Linked DNA regions of Zea mays: regions 1, 3 and 4 are each linked to region 2. A link is a contact called in public Hi-C data. All regions are on one chromosome and are shown on one strand. The core of a region is the stretch at or near the end of the contact, and the rest is flanking DNA. Distances in the headings are between cores, read along the strand shown. Region 1 overlaps LOC103650063 (a long non-coding RNA gene). Region 2 has its middle 53 kb from the start of LOC109944812. Region 3 holds the start of LOC111591128. Region 4 has its middle 2.8 kb from the start of LOC103650072.

Region 1 (4,404 bases), core at 1,243-3,742, 440 kb before region 2:
GATGTGACATCCTAGAGGAGGAGGCCTTTGCCATGATGGGTGCGCTCGCATGGCAGGCCAGGCAATAATAAAAAGATGATTATTGCGTGCCGGGGGAGGAGATCGCACGGGGGTTGATGTTTTTGGCCCCGGGTTCTCCTCCCTCATCTTGTTCCGTGTTCCTGTATGCGTTGCTTCCGCTCCTGTTGGTCCGCTACGCACGCCGGATTTTTGCATCGAGCACGGAGATCTACAACAAAAACATGGAGCTACGACGCGATTCCCAAGGTACAATCGTAATTATGTTCAAACAATTTTTAAGTCGTCCTGCGCTCCTTCTATTACGAGCAACGTTTTATATTCTGTGCTTGCATAATAAATCGAAGAAATCCTGACACCAATCGAACTGAAGATCCTGAAACGCACGTTAATACCGTTGACGTCCGCTTCACCCAGCTCGATTTTCAGTCTTGTAATAATAATTGAGAACTCCAATGAACTGAGAGTTACTAATCGCTCCATGAGTCTGAAGCGTGCAAAAATTTAGGTCGCAGCTACACAAATTTACACGCTGTTCTATATTCTATATTCTATATTATATTTAGGTCGCAGCTACCCGTGAATCTCCTATTTTGAAAAGGTCACTGCTTTTTTATTTCATTCTATATTCTATATTATATTTTTGTAATATTCAGTCTCGTTTAATTGCTTTCAGACTTAATGTTAGATAATTGTTTACATTTTCTACAATTCAGTCTGGACTAATTGCTTTGGGACTAATGTTGGAGATATCCATATGTATCTGCGTCTAAGCATTTTTCATTTGTATTTATCATGTTTTGTCAATAGGGATACTTGTTTCTTGTAAGTCTGTTAGCATGTTTGAACCATAGCAATTGGCGGACGTGTGTAAAACTGCAGTATGATGGATTCCACTATTCATCAACCGAAATTATGGCGCGCTTCAATCGTGGCTACGCTGATGGGGAACTGATCCGTTATGGTGTGCTTGGATCGTGGCTGTGTGGAGATGTGTGGAACTCATTGGTTATAATGGTGATGCTGATGGAACTGATTTTGCTCCCGTTGGACGGCCTGATTGGTTACTTTGCCCTGTTGACTGTTTGAGAACGTACCGCCCAGGTTTACTTATACTTACTGCTTTTTGACGGTACTGTACATACAGTTCGACAATTTATTTATTGGCAGTTCAATTCATCCATTTAGCTAGGGGCACGAGAGCATGAGTTCCCCTGGAGATCAATTTCATGTTGCTTTTTTTTTGCGAAGTTCCATTTTCTATTTTCAATTTGATTAGGGCTAGTTTGGGAACTTATTCTTCCAAGGTTTCCTAAGGAAAATTAGTTCATTTTTTTTTTTGGGAAAATGAAGTTTCCAAAAGGGTTTCAAATCCATGGTGGTGTGGGAATTGATTGCAGTAAAGGCGATGGGTAAGCTGATACCGGTGGGTTGAGAATTAGACCATCAGTAGCTTACTCTTTCCCATATTTAAACTATAATCTACACTACAAAATAGTGCAAAAGGTGTTCATAGTGACCTATGAATAATATAATCTACACTACAAAAATAGTCCAAAAGGTGTTTGTAGTGACCATATATGGGTGTACATTGTACCTTTTTACATTGTATTTGTAGTGATCATATATGGGTGAACTACTGTACTTTTTTATATTGTAGATCGTATTATTTATAGTGTGCAGTTTGAATATAGGTAAGCTGATGGTCTTATTGCCTGTCAAGTTCATATATAATAGTTTTGGGATTAATTTTTTTTGCGTCATAGAAATTCATAAGCATGTGAGTTTATCACATATATACATCAGAATATTAACTAGAATATATTTAAAATTGGTTTCGTTCATATACTCGGAATTGTGCCCAGCGGGATTATATAATTTAACAAAGAACATGGTACAGAATTATAAGCCGTGACTTTATACCATTATATTAAACGTAATTGGGAATATTTAAATTGTTTTTCATTCTAATTGACTGCATTTTGTTTAAGTCTCAAGGGTGCCGTGCTTTTAATCTAGGGCCTAAAATTGGGTGATTAAGGGGCTGTTTGGTTCGTGGTCATACTTTACCTAAGGTTAGTCGTTTGAACTGAAAAACTAATCTTAGTCAGAAAAGTTAAGCAAAGTGTAGTAAGTTAGTCATCAAACCAAACAGGCTCTAAAAGCAAGTTAAAATCCACCGGAATTGACTGCATTTTGTTTGTCTTGTTTTCATCAATCCACCGGAATTCAGTGATTAAATCTCGCAAGTTAAAATTTTTCTTAATTTGCTCAATATTTTTCAGCGATATCCGTTCTTTTGAATGGGTCTATTCACAGAAGGTTTGGTTGTGAACACGAATATTCAATTGATATATGTGTACTTTTTAAAGGTATTTTATGGTTATTTAAATGTAGCTGCGTCTGCTCGTTGAGGTGTGGATCTTTCCTCAACACGGTGAGGTCATCCGTTTGACTGCTAGCCTAGGCGTGCTGTCCCGGATGGATGGTGGTTCAAATCCACCAAGATTCTTTAGTAGTCGGAACTTATTGCTCACCAAAGAACTTACCATTGCTTTAGGATGTTTTATTTTTGTATATAGGCTTAGCCGGTTAGGGCCTGTTTGGATCAGTTTATAAGAAACTGTTTTTTGAAAATTGAGGTGGTTCCAAATATATCACTAGACTTTCAAACAGCATCTTAGTTAAACAGGACCTTAGTTTTGATACGAGGCCTGCACTCAGCCCGGCGGCGATCAAAATCGAACGTGTGGGATCTCTGATATTTGACTAGGTCTGGTCGGTAGCAAACCAAACATGTAAGAATTTGTACATATACTCAACGTCTTAGAATTTGCAGTTTAGAGAACAGAGAGTTTTTGTTTTTGTTTTTGCTTAGTTCACGTCTCTTTCATCGAAGTGGCTTCTCATTTTTGCCTAGACTCTTTATTTTACAAGTAAGAATTTCTTCCTAGATTTTTATGATCCACGGGAATTTACACTGAATCTTTTGTCAGAAAAATGCAAGAATTTCATATAATCCAGTTTATTTTTATTTTTTGATAATAAAATTTCTCTAGTAAAAAAATGTTGTAGGGCCTAGGAGTTCTATAATTTATAATTCATACCGAATTATCAGCAATCTCCTTTATAGAAGTGATATATGTAGAAAACAAAAAAAAAAGATGGCATTCACGTTTTCTAGAAGTGGTGATAATTTGAATTTTGTCCAAAGTCGTACTGACATGTTCCGTGCGAAAGGGCGTTCTCAATGGGAAGAGGAAAACACTGTTTCCAAAGCTACCATCTCAAAAAACACTAAATCTCGTATTTTTCTTTATTAAATTGTATATTGTGTTATCTTATTTGTTTACGTGACGTATTATTAATAAAAATAAAACTCTTATGAAACTCCTATTAAGAATGACTTCATTTAGAGTAAAATTATAAAAAATTTACTAACATTTATGATATTAAGTATAATTATTATAATAATATTTTTGTTTATAGTAAATCTACTTAAAGTTAAGATACTTGGAGGCTCTTTGGATCCAAACAAGTTCAGCCAAAGTGACTAAAATGACATATTTTTATTATTTTAGTCACTTTTAACTAGCTTGGAATGTGATTGAACTTTATTAATGTTTGTTTTAGCACCTAAACAGGCTCTTAGATCATGGCTACTACTAATAGTTAACTACTAGCTAATATGTCATAACTACTATGTAACTACTATTACCCCTATTAGGACTAGTTTAGGAACTTCATTTTCTTAAGGAATTTCTATTTTTCAAGAGGACTTGGATAAATGAGGTTCCCAAACTAGTCCTTAACAAATTTCACTCGACTAGTAAAATAGTACTATTATTAGCTACTAGAAAAATATTGCTAACAATCAGTTAAACTATTAGCAACATGTATTTGGATTCAAGAAAATAATTATGAGTAGCTAATTAGTAATTACTATCTTTCTTGAACCTAAGTAGGATCATAATTAATAAAAATCCTATAGTTTTTAGAGAGCCAAGATAGGATCATAATTAACATAAATAATGTAGTTTAATTTTTTGATAGACAGTACTAGGGCATGTTTAGTTTCATTGTGCTAAACTTTAGCATCACTTAAAGAGATAAAGTGCTAATGTATGTTAAACTTTAGCATTTTACTTTTAATATCTTCTAGTATATTTTAGCACTCATGTTTGGATTTACAAGAGCTAAAGTTTACTAAAGATGTAGTGCTAAACTTTAGCATTATGGAATCAAACATGCCCTTAGAGTGTACATAATAAGAACTGCACATTAGGCCTTAGACTGCCTTCAACAACTACCTTATTTTATTCTATATTTTAAACTTTACTCTGCAATCAGTATAATCCATAGTATAAATAATAAATCTCTTATTTT
Region 2 (4,152 bases), core at 825-3,324:
GGCAGACAGACAGTGCCTACAGGGCATGCGAAAAATACGCGACTCGGCGATGGCGGTCTGACTCAACGGGAGCGATCCGATTAATGGAGAGCGCGACATAGCAATCACATGACGCAGCCAAGTTCATACGACACAAATAACGTGTCGTGTTGCCAGGGCCCAACCAATGCTCGCCAATGCCATAACTCAACCGATTAACAACAAAGTCTGATCGACATGTCTGAGTACTCACTATACAATTTAATCGCTCAACGTGAGTCCAAAAGCTCAACACATCATAAATATATAGAGCCATACAAAAATACAAAACATAACCTTCATATGCATTTTTTTAAAATTTCTGCTAATTATCTACTACGAGAAATAAAGCAGAAAAATAGTATTATAATTAATGCGTAAGCATAAGCGGATCAGGTGCCGTGAAGGCATTTTTCCATATTCAAGTATGTGTTTTTTACTAATTATTTACTACGAGAAATAATTAATTAAAGTAGAAAAAATGCTTAAATAGCCATTTGCATGAGATGCTAACCGTTTATTAGTTGCTGCTCTTTTTTTTCTTTTTAGCTACACGTAATAGCATTTAACCAGGCGAGATAATAAGATTGCATGCAGGCTGTAGTCATGCACACAACAACTAAGGGAGCATACGGCTAAGCCGCTAAGGCCCACTCGTTCCAAGCCACTTAATTAAAATCTCTAACCATCGCATGCATACTTTTATTTCACTTTTTAATCCGTGAAAAACAACAACACTTGCGCCCAACTACCGCATGCACTCGGCTCTAATCACGGATCGCATACCAGCACTGCAATTGCAGGTTCTTCTCCAACGAACAAGCAGATCCAATGTAATTAGAAGGACATGCCATTCGATTGTGTAGAGGAATCGAAGCCTGTTATGTACGACAGTTCGGCTAGGCCGGAGACCTACCGGATTGACGGAGAGTTGATACAGATCCAATCCCGCAGCAACGTCGAGGTAGAGCGTGCTGATAACGTGTTGAGAACTACGTTACCACAGATCACCAGATCCGCTCCCTTCCCTCCCGTCAGCAGTAGAGGCGCGAGAAGCTGTAGAGAACCCGTCCCCCTTTTCAGAAGCACGACAGAGTAACACACGAGACACATGATATAGGGTTGGGCCTCTGTCCTCTTTCTCTTCTCTGTATTATTAGGGGGGTACAGGTTCCTTATATAAAGATGTGAGACCCCTAGAGGGCAAAACAGTTATTTGCCCACATAACCCTAACTAGGGTTACTTAACACATACATGCCAGCCGCATGCAGGCACGCCGGTACATGAAATGCTATTTTGGTTTGTTTTTTCATTAATAACTATTAATTAAGAGATTTAATCACCAAACTAATTTTATATTTATGTTTTTAAATTTATACTATATAATATTTGAAAATTTATTTATGGACTCTTGTCTAATACACTCAGTACAAGCAATCAAATAAAGTCTATAATTAGTCTGCATGAGTTCATGTAAATTAACAACCAAACAAGTGTGTCTTGTATAAGTTTAACTCGGTGTTGTTTATCCTGGCTCGGCTCAGGCTAGCCTAGTACATCAACCAATCAGACCGTATAGTCCATCCAGCATCGATTATTTTGTATAGAGAAGAAATGGGTGGGGGGTGTTTGTGTGTTCGGGCTGATTGGTTATCTGGACGAGCGCACCCACGCTCGCCCGATCTAGACTGACCGAAAACGAGTATTTTTGGCGTATGAGTGGATACAACCAAAAGACCTCAAAATAATTTATTTTGCATCCACTCATGCAGCTCATGTTCAAGATATACAGACAATCAAATAAATGTTTAGATAAAGTCAATATACCCTGAATCGAATTTGGAGAAGAGGATCCGGAGTATGCCAGGCCATGCCAGCCTCGGCAATTGTCCTTTTAACGCACGCGCATGCGCTCACTTGTTACAAAGCCATTCTGGGCCGGACGTGCGCACGCTGGGCCGACAGACGCTGAGAGACTTCCTGGTGTCGGAGCGTGTAGACGCTATAGTTGGGACGAGGCTCGATGGAGTGGACGGAAAGCACGGCATCTGCCCAAGAATGAATACGGCCCGCTGGAGACACATACACAGATACACTTGGGCCCTGTCTGTCGGCCTCGGCTCTGCGGCCAGTCTCTTTCCCGGCCCATTTTACGGCCCAAAATTTACGTAGTAACCCACAGTTCCATCGAAAAAGATAATTCACGCCACTTCCTCCCTCCTACACGGAGCAAGATGGTTCACAGAAAAGCAAATTCTGCTACAAATAATTAACCGAGAAAAAGAATCACAATCTACGTTTTACCAAGGTGAATCCTTCCTTCATAATGCATATAATGTTTGTTCACAAGGACACGTGGACCACCACCAGTACTATTCAAATTAAATAGCGGGGGAAAGGGGGTTTGGGAGGCCGCCAATAGATTTCGTGTGTTCGAGTTTTTTTTTCTTTCTTTTTTTTTACTCAAATTTATGTAGTTTGTTCGAGATGCTCTAAGATAATCAATTATGTCAGCATGATTAAAAAAACAAAAGAGCTTTTGTCGAATAGTCACAGAAAAGAAATTACATAGACGTGACACTCAAACAAAAAAACCAATGAAATCTTTCGAAGACACGTGCATGTGTTGGCTATGCATAGCCTATTTGTAAAGTCTCCCATCCATATCTTTGTTACACTCCACTAGTCTATCAACAGGCATTGTGAGTAGCCTCTTCCGTGTGACTAGCCATATCGGTAATAAAGAGTTGATATTGAAAGTCAGTACAGCTAGCGTGCTCAAAAAATGTCTTATCAGACATCATTTTATATTTACTAGGATATCAGCCGACCTGCAATAAATTGAAGATAATGCTATTGTTTACTCTTGATAGATACGGCTTTGCAAAGCTATAAATATACGGTAACAACAGTAAGGTCTATAAGCATATATATGCATCGATATATATAGATACACTACCGAAAACAACTTTGCCGAGTGTCTAAAGCCTAAAAAACACTCAGCGAAAACTTTGCCGAGTGTGAAGCTCAGCGAACTATACATCGGCAACGACTTCTTTACCGGGTACTTTTTATCGGACACTCGGCAAAGTCACTCTGTACTCGGCAAAGAAAAGTCGCTGTGACGGCGACCGATAACGGCAACAAAACCTTTGCCGAGCGTACACTATACTGACACTCGGCAAAGAGTATCCCTTTGCCGAGCGTATTAGGTAACACTCAGCAAAGAGTTTTCCTCTTTGCCGAGTGTCCGCCGGACTAGCACTCGATAATGAGATCGCCACCAGGCCCCTTTGTCAGTTCCTTTGCCGAGAGCATTAGAAGGAACTCGGCAAAAGTTGCTTCTTTGCTGAGTGTTGTGGTCTTCGCACTCGGCAAAGATGTTGTACCGGTGCCCAGGTATGCCTTCTTTGACGAGTGCTATGACCCAGACACTCGGCAAAGTACCTCTTTGTCGAGTGTTACACTCAGCAAAGCGACCAATACACCTCTTTTTATTTGTTTTTGCTATTCCATCCAAACAAACAAAATATATATCACATATACATCATAGATATCACATACATAATAGAGACCACATATTTCACAAAAAAACATATCTCACAAGGTTTTCACAAACATGTCTATGTTCATACCAAGATTCATCAACATAAGTATCACACAACTCTAAAACATAAGTTTTTCACAAACATAAGTTCACAAGTTTATCACACAAGCTAAGAGAAGATGATTAGCGCAGTGGCCGGCTGGACTGGTGCGGCGATGGGCTGGGCGATCCAAAAGGGTTGTTGGATGCCACCCTAGATTGTCCTTGCACAGAGAAGAGATTGCATGTGTTATACCAGTTAAATATATATCATGCAGGACTAGAATTTTGATACTCACATGAGTATGGAACTGAGCAGGGTCAACTGGAGGAAACAATAGAGGTGGTGGATCAAAACCCTGTGCGGCGCCAAGGCTCTACATGTACTGGAACATCTCCGCCATACTCTGCTGATCTGCCAAGCATGTCTCCTGCTCCTCCATCATCCTTGCCTCCATCTCCTGTCGTTCCCTCCTCTCTTCTAGCTGGGCCTATAATATTCCAACCCAATGTTATAATAACTCAAAGAGAAAGTATATAACTCAAG
Region 3 (4,326 bases), core at 22-2,521, 350 kb after region 2:
TTTCATCTTATTTGGTCTATATATGGTGAAATTATGCCATTCTATATTTTCTGTTCGTTCAGTCAGTCGTTGTGAACTCTTTTCTAATCGCTCTCTTCATTAGCCGTGTTGTACCGAGACATATTAGATGGAGACATGGAGTAAACAACAATATCAGTTAGTCAAATAAAAAAAATATTATGCGAAGAGTGAAGACAATCAATAAAAAAATTTAAGATCTGTTTGGTGGATAGTTTACGGACAGTACGGGCAACCGACTAGTATGTATATCTGTGTCAAGAGTTTATAGCCACTCGGCCAAGCAATCTCGCTATTTCTCTCTGACTGCCTAGCGGAACTGGTGAATTTGATTCGCGTTATCAGCAATGAACATAGAGCTAGCTAAGAGGATCAAACTGAGGGGAGCGTTCATTGACCTGGCTGCTACGCGGAGGCCTGGTGGACGTAGCAGCAGCAAGGCCGCGTGGATTTGTCCCATTTGTTTTGTTTAATAGTAATATAATCGTGGACAGAGCAGAGGCTTTTGCGTGTGCGTTTACCAGTTGCCCATCCGGGTTACATCTCACGGAATCTGAGGCTGAGGCGACGGAGCGCAAGCAAGCAAGCAAGCGAAAGGGCAGGGCTGCCTGCCACACAAGAGACAAGGGAAGAGGAGAAGGGTAGACGAGTAGACGACTGTGATGAGGCTAGAAGAAGAGCAGGCAGGAGCTATAAGTACCCCGCCCCCTTCCACCCTCTCCTTCCACCTCCCTCCCTTGCTGCCTCATCCATTCCAGAGCTGCGAAGACAGACAGACAGAGAGAAAGAGGGATCGACGGAGCAAGGCGGGGCCGTGTCCGGTCACACACGAGCGAGCCCTCTCGGCCGCGCGTTTGTGAATGGTGAACGGCGAGCGGCGGGCGGACGCGGAGTGCACGCGGGCGTCGCTGCTGGGGAGGTATGAGATCGGGCGGACCCTCGGCGAGGGCAACTTCGGCAAGGTGAAGTACGCGCGCCACATCGCCAGCGGCGGCCACTTCGCCATCAAGATCCTCGACCGCAGCAAGATCCTCTCCCTCCGCATCGACGACCAGGTTGGGCATGCCACACACGTGTTTCGCCGCCGCGCGCTAGCCGTTTCAGATTCCAGTCCGGTCCGGTCCGCCGAGCATGCTGACGGCGGCTTCTTCGTCCATTTCGCTTTGCGCTGGCGCTGTTTGCAGATCAGGAGGGAGATCGGGACGCTCAAGCTGCTCAAGCACCCGAATGTCGTCCGCTTGCACGAGGTGCGTGGCACACCGAACTTGCTTCAAACCTCCCCTTTCGTATCGTTCCTTCATTTCTTCTTGGATTGGATCCTTCTCCTCCTCGCTCCTTCCAGCTCCAGCTGGACCAATTCCCCTTGTCTGCTGGACTGGTAAGATAGGATCCGATCCCGTATACTTCCATTCCATGACGCTAGAAAATGAACTTGCTGTGCTCCGTAAGGGATTATTAGGCTAGCTGTCCAGTTGTACTGTCCTGCAAGTAACGGACCATCTGGCTTTTACTTGGAACCAAAGGATTAGCGGTTTTTGCTTGCGCGGCCGGGATGAGACTCTTTCGTCACACACACACACAAACACAAAACAAAGGATCTCTTTTCTCTCTGCTAGCTCTCGTCGCTTGCTTCTCAACGCTGTTCACGCGGAAAACACCGGCGGGAGCTTTGGCTGACGTCCGGTCCTTCGATCCACGCCGCACGGCATCTCCGCCGGAGTTTTTACTCCGGCCGCTACCGGAATATGAGCCCCTGTCCTGGGCATAAAGCGGTTTCGCCTCGCCACGCCACATGCACCTGCAAGTAGAGAGAGAGGCCTGTCGAGACTCGAGAGTCTATAGTTCACGGGCTCTTCGCCTCTCGGGGTTCCAAAGCCAAAGGGGGAAAAAAAAAGGAAGGAAGAAGGCTCACGGGCTCCTGGAATTACGCTCAGGAAAAAAAATCGCGAGAAAACGATACGATTTTTCGCCAGGTTTTTTGTGAAATTGCTTGTAGTAATAATAACAAGGAAAAAAAAGTCATGTCCTTTGATTCTGTGACGAAAACCACATGCATTCCAAGCGAGACATCTCAGGCCACAGTTTCACACAGTCGCAGTGTGCCGGATACGAAAGCGATCCCATCCGGAGCGTCAGGTCCGTGACCGTCTCGTCTCCACTTGTACAAATGAAACCGACCACCGGCCGGGACGGTTCCCGTTTCGGCACAGTAGAGCAACACGGCACACGAAGGGGGCGGGCCCACCGCGCGCGGTACGCATGCCTCTTGGGCTACCCGTCGAGCCATGTGGCCGGCTTCCTGGTGGCCCCGCCACGTCGGCCTCACACGGTCCCGGTACATCTGGCCAGGCAGGTACTGCTGGAGTATTATGCATGCATCGTCGTGAGCTGGGTGCACCAAGTCACCCCACACCGCGTGGGCCTGCCCGCGACGCAACACTTGTCGCACGGGCCCCGCACACGTGTTCCGCGGGGCCCCCTTGGCTGCTCCTCTATCCTCCCCCCCGGGCCGCTGGCCGCGGCCACCAACTCTGTGCGCCTTGGTGTGACCGGTGGTCTCTGTGCTCCCAAGCTGAGCAGCAGCAATCGCCGTTCCGGAGGCCGGAGCACAGAGACGAGACCCGCCGAGCAGTTTGGGTTTTTTTTTTTTTTGATGATTTGGTGCACCTACCTAAAGAAGCCTTTGGCATCGAGTACGCCTAGTACCACCACCACCACCAAAGAAGCCTTGAGCATGCAGGGTAATAATTGTGACGAGGGCCGGGGAAAGAAAAAGGATGCAGGGAAAGATTACTGTTGTACCCGTATCTCATTCAGGCCCTAGTTGCTGAAAATAACAGTAAATAGGAATCGTGTTTGTTTGCAACTGGAAGCAAAAAAAAAAAAAAAAAAAGAGGTGTGGGTGACTGATATTGAGACCAACCTTTTTCTCTGCAGGTTGCTGCCAGTAAAACGAAGATCTACATGGTGCTTGAGTTTGTCAACGGCGGCGAGCTCTTCGACAAGATCGTAAGCCCACACGTCGTCAAAACGCGCTGTTTGTTTGCACGTAAAAATTCATCTTTCTAACGCTCCTGTTTTCTAACGCGCTGTTTTACACACAAAAGGCTATCAAGGGGAAACTGTCCGAACACGAGGGCAGGAGGCTCTTCCAGCAGCTAATCGACGGCGTCAGCTATTGCCATGACAGAGGTGTCTACCACCGAGACCTCAAGGTAGCCTTCACCGTCAGTTCAGTTGCTTCTCTTGCATTCATATATACTTGTCAGCGTGGAACTCAAACTCAACTAGGGCTTTGCTTGATTCTTCTGTCCGTGACAGCAGTTTGCTTCTTTTATTCTTCTGTCTGTTACAGCCAGAGAATGTCCTTGTTGATCGGAAGGGCACCATCAAGATCTCTGACTTCGGCCTCAGCGCTCTACCTCAACATCTCGGGGTACGATGGCATGGTTTGGTTGCTCTGTATGCGATGATTCCTCTGTATGTATGCATAATTTACCAAACGACATGCGCTTCACACCTTTCAGAGTGACGGACTTCTGCACACAACATGTGGCAGCCCCAACTACATAGCTCCTGAGGTATTTAAAGAACCGGCAGCAAGCAGTTTCATTTCATCAGTTTCTCTCCTCTCGGCTGTGCTGATTCTGTGCTAAATTCATGCCAGGTTCTGCAAAACAGAGGCTATGACGGCTCCTTGTCAGATCTCTGGTCGTGTGGGGTGATCCTCTACGTGATGCTTGTTGGCTGCCTTCCCTTCGACGACAGGAACCTCGTCGTTCTTTATCAGAAGGTTGGCATATATCAGTACAAAGCAAGCTCTGGAATTTTAGCAAATCTACACAAGCTCTGAGATTGCTCTGTGGGTGTTACAGATTTTCAAGGGAGACTGTCAGATCCCCAAGTGGCTTTCGCCTGCCGCGCAGGACCTTCTCAAGAGGATCCTCCAACCGAATCCGATGAAGAGGATCAACGTCGCGGGGATCAGGGAGCACGAGTGGTTCAAGAAGGACTACGTGCCTGCTGTTCCGCACGATGATGACGAAGACGTCCTTCCTAGTCCAGCTCCCTCGATAAAGGTGTGTAAAGCTGTGAGAGGAGAGAGAATGGGAGGAACTACTCGATTCTTTTGGTTTCTTGTATTAATTAAAGCTGACTGTTTTGGTTTCTTCTTCCTGAAGCCAATCGATGAGCCGGCGCAAGAGAAGTGTTCTCCTATCAACGCTTTTCAGTTGATCGGGATGGCCTCTTCCCTTGACCTTTCTGGTTTCTTCGAGGAAGAGGTTTGTGTTTTGTTTGTACAGTTCA
Region 4 (4,266 bases), core at 1,151-3,650, 310 kb after region 2:
CAATTCACGGCAGAATAAAAATACACATGCATGGAGTGACTCATGGCACTCGTACGTATATTCTGTTACCTAGCTAGCTAGCTACCTCTAAACCGGAATAGACCGCGACACCGCGTACAGGATTTTTGTTGTTCTCTCCCACAGCAGAACCACAAGTTCTGTTCTCTTAATTGCATGGGTCCACTCAACTTTTTGCCGCTTGCTCTCTGCGATGTCCACGTTGAGATATCAAAGACGCGCCACACAGAAACCAACAAATGGCGGTAAAAAAAAAGCACGCGAACCATGAGGCGTTTTTGTGACCATTTCTTTGAATTTCTGGTAGAGCCAAACCCAGCCGGTCGATGCGAAACTACCAATGAGTCCCGATCCAGCAATTGATCTGATTTGCCTTCCATGGCGAGCGGCAGCCACTGAATAATAATCTAGCTACTGGTATGGTGGCACGCTACGGTTTTTTTTAGAAAAAAAGAGGGTGGCGTTTTGCTCCTCGTGTTCTAACGTCATGTACTGCTATAGCAAAATTACGTGCATCTCAAAATGTTACCAATTGTGTGCGGCGAAACTGACCCTAATTGAATAAACCAATTAATTACCTACTCGGGATGTGCAACCCAGATACTCCAGATCGGATATTAGTCTATCTTGGATTTTTAAGGATTCGGAATTTACTAAATAAAGTAATCTATTTGGCTTAGAATTTAACATTCCACCGCTTTCTAAAATTTCAGATATTAGTCTATCTCAGATTCATGGGGTGTAATATGGGAAAATGATTTTATGTATCAGTAGAATATGTTTCTACTATGCAACTTATATGACACTCTTTAACTCACTCTTGTATAGTAAAAATATAGCACATAAATATCTCCGACATCTTACTAATAATAGTATATAAATATATTTTGTATAAAATCATATTAGTTTGATTAGTATGTGCCTAAATATTATTATTATAATGGAATTCAATTCCAAGGATCCAAACGACGCCTAAACTTAATTTAGTGTATTTTAAAAAAAAACATCCTCCAATGGTTCCTTAAATGAGGTCCTCAAATATATCGACTTATTAAATATTCCTATTTAGTCCTAGACTTAGAGAGAGCTGTTTCACACTCCTAATAGTCCATTTTGTGTGTCAATCACACTATGAAATCAGTTATCTGCTATCGAGTTCATGCATGTATGAAAGTGATGCACTTTGAATGATTTGAGTTGCGGAAAGGATAATTTTATCATCCTCGTTTGACAAGTCTAAAGATGACCAATCCAAAATTTTTTGAGAAAATCGTGATTCATACAGAATGATTGTATAAATAAAACAAAATTTAAAGCTACAAGTTATAACTAGAAAAAACAGGCTACCATAATTTAAAAATATTAGCATATAGTTCATGCTAACGCTACAATTCCAGAGAGGAGATGGGTCAACGGTGGTGTCGGTGGCACGAGAGGAGGGGTTGTCGGCGATGGCGACGACGCGAATGAGGGGGATGTGGCCATGCGGGGGATCGGAGAGAGGAGGGAGGCAGGGTCGCGCGGGGTTGGGAGGGAGGGGAGGGTTGAGGGATGATCCAAATAAGATTATTTGTTGGATTTGAGTGAGTAGGAGAGACAGAGTTATCTGAATCGTTGATTTTGATGATATGTTAAGTCTTGTTCAATTTGTTGTTTGATGGATTTAGCGAAGGATATAAGTGTGGGGGCGATTTAGTTGGATGAGTTTTTTTCAAAATTTAAACTAGTGAATTATATAAAGGTATATATTTAACAACGTAAAAACCAGAAACCGTTGGAGGCTAAGATTATTATTTTTTTGTTTCCAATATATATTTAGTAACTTGCTAAATCAGAGACTACGGAGTAATTTTTTTAGGAAATATCCTCTTATAACGTAATAATTAACCTATAGCGTTGCTGTCTGCATCATTCACGGCCCTTCTCCACCGGGTAAAATGAATATAGGGCATTTAATTACGAAACCTAGTTGAAACGGCATATGTATGTATGTCCTGCAGGTCGTCCTTTCAACTAATCAACTGTACATGTAATGCTGAAGTTTGAAAAATCCTCACTTTCCATCCCATTCATGAAAAAAAGTAAGATCTTGCAGGATCCACAATTTATCACAGAGAGAGGGAAAAATCTCCTAACACTGTTCAGCACCTACGTACTGTATCGATCTGCAGTACGCAGCACTATTTGACACTGCTCGTTAGCAGGATACCTAGGTCGTTTTGCCTTGTCACAAATTTGCCTTAAAAATTATCTCTCGTCTCTTTTTTTTTTATAATAACAGGACCGACCGATGGAGGGCGTAATAAATACGACGCCAGTGTGAGGAGTGCGGGCACGGTTCACCGCATCCACCCTGCGTCCACAGTGCCGGTGCACGGCTGTGCAGTGTCGCCAGCGGCCAGGACGACGCCGGGGCCGGGGCCAGCCTGCATTGGTCCGACGTGTGCAGCTTTAGTTTCCACGTAGCTTTCCTTGCCTCGCGGGGCAGCAAAAGGCCCCCCACCTCGACGTGCAGTGCCGGTGGGCCTCATCAATCAACTGTATAATATAATCAAATCACATCAAATGGATTAGGACTCCTGGTTTAGGATTAGGAGCAAAAGTACGCTCGTGGGCGTGGCAACACCCCAAGTCTCAACACCCTCTCTCTCCAGATGCCGGAAGCATTAGCGATGCGTGGCCAGTTGAGCGCTGGTGGCCCCACCACCACCCCGCTACTTAAACTTACGTTCGAAATCAGGCGGCTTCGACGCCACCTCGACCTGCTTTGTTTATCCGTTCACTGTACGCACGCGCTGCATGCACGCAATCTGCGTCGCCCTTTTTAAAAACCCCTCCCCTTGTCTGACCGGTCGGCAGGCTCAAGGCCACGGTGGTTCGGGCGGGCCGACGGAAGACCCGCGCCCGTTGCCGTCGCTCGCGCCCGACGGAAACCTTGTGCGAAGGAAGAGAACTGCTACGGTCACCCCCACCCCAACCACGACTTCCAGCGACACAGGAGAGACATGGTTACGAGCGGAGGTCTCGGCATCTCGGGGCACGGGAGAAACAAAAACACAACCATATACTATCTCAGAAAAAATAAATTTGTTAACAACTGGATTATTACAAAATCTCAAAACGGTATGGCTTTGGTTAGGGCTGGAAAATAAGCTCGAGGCTCGCGAGCCGGCTCGAGCTCGGAGCGGCTCGGCTCGGCTCGGCTCGCGAGCCTCGAGCGAGCCAAACCGAGCCACTATTTTGAGCCGAGCCGAGCCACTATTTTGAGCTCGTTGCGCTAGCGAGCCAAGCCGAGCCGCAGTATAAAGCACACGATATGTGATAATCTCAAAACGGTTCACTATTTTGGTATATGTTGTGCTGCATGGAGTGGTCGTTACTTTGATCGATGATGAATACGCAGTATAAAGCATACGACATCCACATGTGTTGCATTATTAGTGCAACAATCGAGCGTGTCGATTTTAGGAAAACATGGTAGGCTTCTTGTGGGAAATGACAGAACTAGCACATGAGAAGACATTGAATAAGTTTTGACGCACGCAAACCCTCCCCTGCAACAATCACATATACTTATGTGACATGTGTTTCATCAACTTTGTTTTATGCACACAAAAGCATTTGCGCTCCAAAAGTGACATGGTCGTCATAGGTAGTAAAGCAGAGATGAGTATCACATAAACAGATATTAAGCTAAAGTAGTTTCATCAGCCTGGTTATGTACATAAAAGCATCCACGCTTCATAAGTGACAATGTTCGTCGCAGATACGCAAGGCAGTTTTCTATACAGGAAAAAGAAGGAAAGATTAGTTGTTGTTAAAGAGTTTGCGAGGTAATCCATTGTTGTGCAAAGGTTATAAATGAGAGTGAAGAATAATGTGCAGTTTCTATTGATTAGAAGCTGTGTAGAAAGAAGATTTGTACATAATGTCTCACCTTCATGAAAATGGCGTTGATTTACTCGTCGTCGCTTTCAGGCTCGGTTAAACCAGATTGTTGTATCTGAAGCTTGCTACTTTTCATCGTGTATATGGTCTGCAATGTTAGAAAGGACTACAATACATATTGTTGAAAGAGAATAAGCATGTTTGAAACATTATTTTTTTGGTGGGGATGATAGATCTTTTGGGTTAGGGTGATCTAAACCTGGTTATTATCCTGTACGTTAGTGCATAAGAACTGTTGGATATTGTCTCTAATGTATAACAGAATTTCATATCTGGTTTCAAGTATGTGAAAATATTGTT

The links. Hi-C and Micro-C count contacts between places; a contact is called where the count stands out from the background.
Region 1: a Hi-C map of ear shows a contact between it and region 2, with 4 times the contacts expected there. The contact joins two enhancer-like sites. A contact is called at or near these places in 2 of 25 Hi-C or Micro-C datasets (bundle sheath and ear).
Region 3: a contact with region 2 is called in a Hi-C map of leaf mesophyll, with 3 times the contacts expected there. The contact joins the promoter of LOC111591128 here to the enhancer-like site in region 2. A contact is called at or near these places in 6 of 25 Hi-C or Micro-C datasets (bundle sheath, endosperm, leaf and 1 more) and 1 of 3 datasets of contacts at active chromatin or transcription factors (leaf).
Region 4: a Hi-C map of tassel shows a contact between it and region 2, with 2.4 times the contacts expected there. The contact joins two enhancer-like sites. A contact is called at or near these places in 2 of 25 Hi-C or Micro-C datasets (leaf and tassel).

What each region holds. Positions count from the first base shown.
Region 1 is chr3:50,286,534-50,290,937 of Zm-B73-REFERENCE-NAM-5.0, forward strand. LOC103650063 (a long non-coding RNA gene) reads left to right here. Exons shown (of 2, transcript XR_563876.3): 1 at 1-267; 2 at 901-1,700. Among protein-coding and RNA genes, the nearest start is that of LOC103650063, 2.9 kb to the left of the region's middle. Within about 2 kb of position 2,493, at least 10 of the 20 cell types and tissues checked have an H3K27ac peak or open chromatin away from gene starts, as enhancers often do. A contact at or near this core is called in bundle sheath and ear, where this site is marked.
Region 2 is chr3:50,731,682-50,735,833 of Zm-B73-REFERENCE-NAM-5.0, forward strand. No RefSeq gene overlaps it. Among protein-coding and RNA genes, the nearest start is that of LOC109944812, 53 kb to the right of the region's middle. Within about 2 kb of position 2,075, at least 17 of the 20 cell types and tissues checked have an H3K27ac peak or open chromatin away from gene starts, as enhancers often do. A contact at or near this core is called in bundle sheath, ear, endosperm and 3 more, where this site is marked.
Region 3 is chr3:51,082,321-51,086,646 of Zm-B73-REFERENCE-NAM-5.0, forward strand. It overlaps LOC111591128, which reads left to right and starts at 1,272. Exons shown (of 1, transcript XM_023301969.1): 1 at 1,272-2,911. The coding sequence starts at 2,069. The coding sequence ends at 2,842. It overlaps LOC100037796 (protein kinase-like), which reads left to right and starts at 362. Exons shown (of 13, transcript NM_001112497.2): 1 at 362-1,073; 2 at 1,203-1,265; 3 at 2,956-3,027; 4 at 3,126-3,233; 5 at 3,374-3,454; 6 at 3,546-3,599; 7 at 3,686-3,811; 8 at 3,894-4,097; 9 at 4,200-4,301. The coding sequence starts at 879.
Region 4 is chr3:51,043,726-51,047,991 of Zm-B73-REFERENCE-NAM-5.0, forward strand. No RefSeq gene overlaps it. Among protein-coding and RNA genes, the nearest start is that of LOC103650072, 2.8 kb to the left of the region's middle. Within about 2 kb of position 2,401, at least 17 of the 20 cell types and tissues checked have an H3K27ac peak or open chromatin away from gene starts, as enhancers often do. A contact at or near this core is called in leaf and tassel, where this site is marked.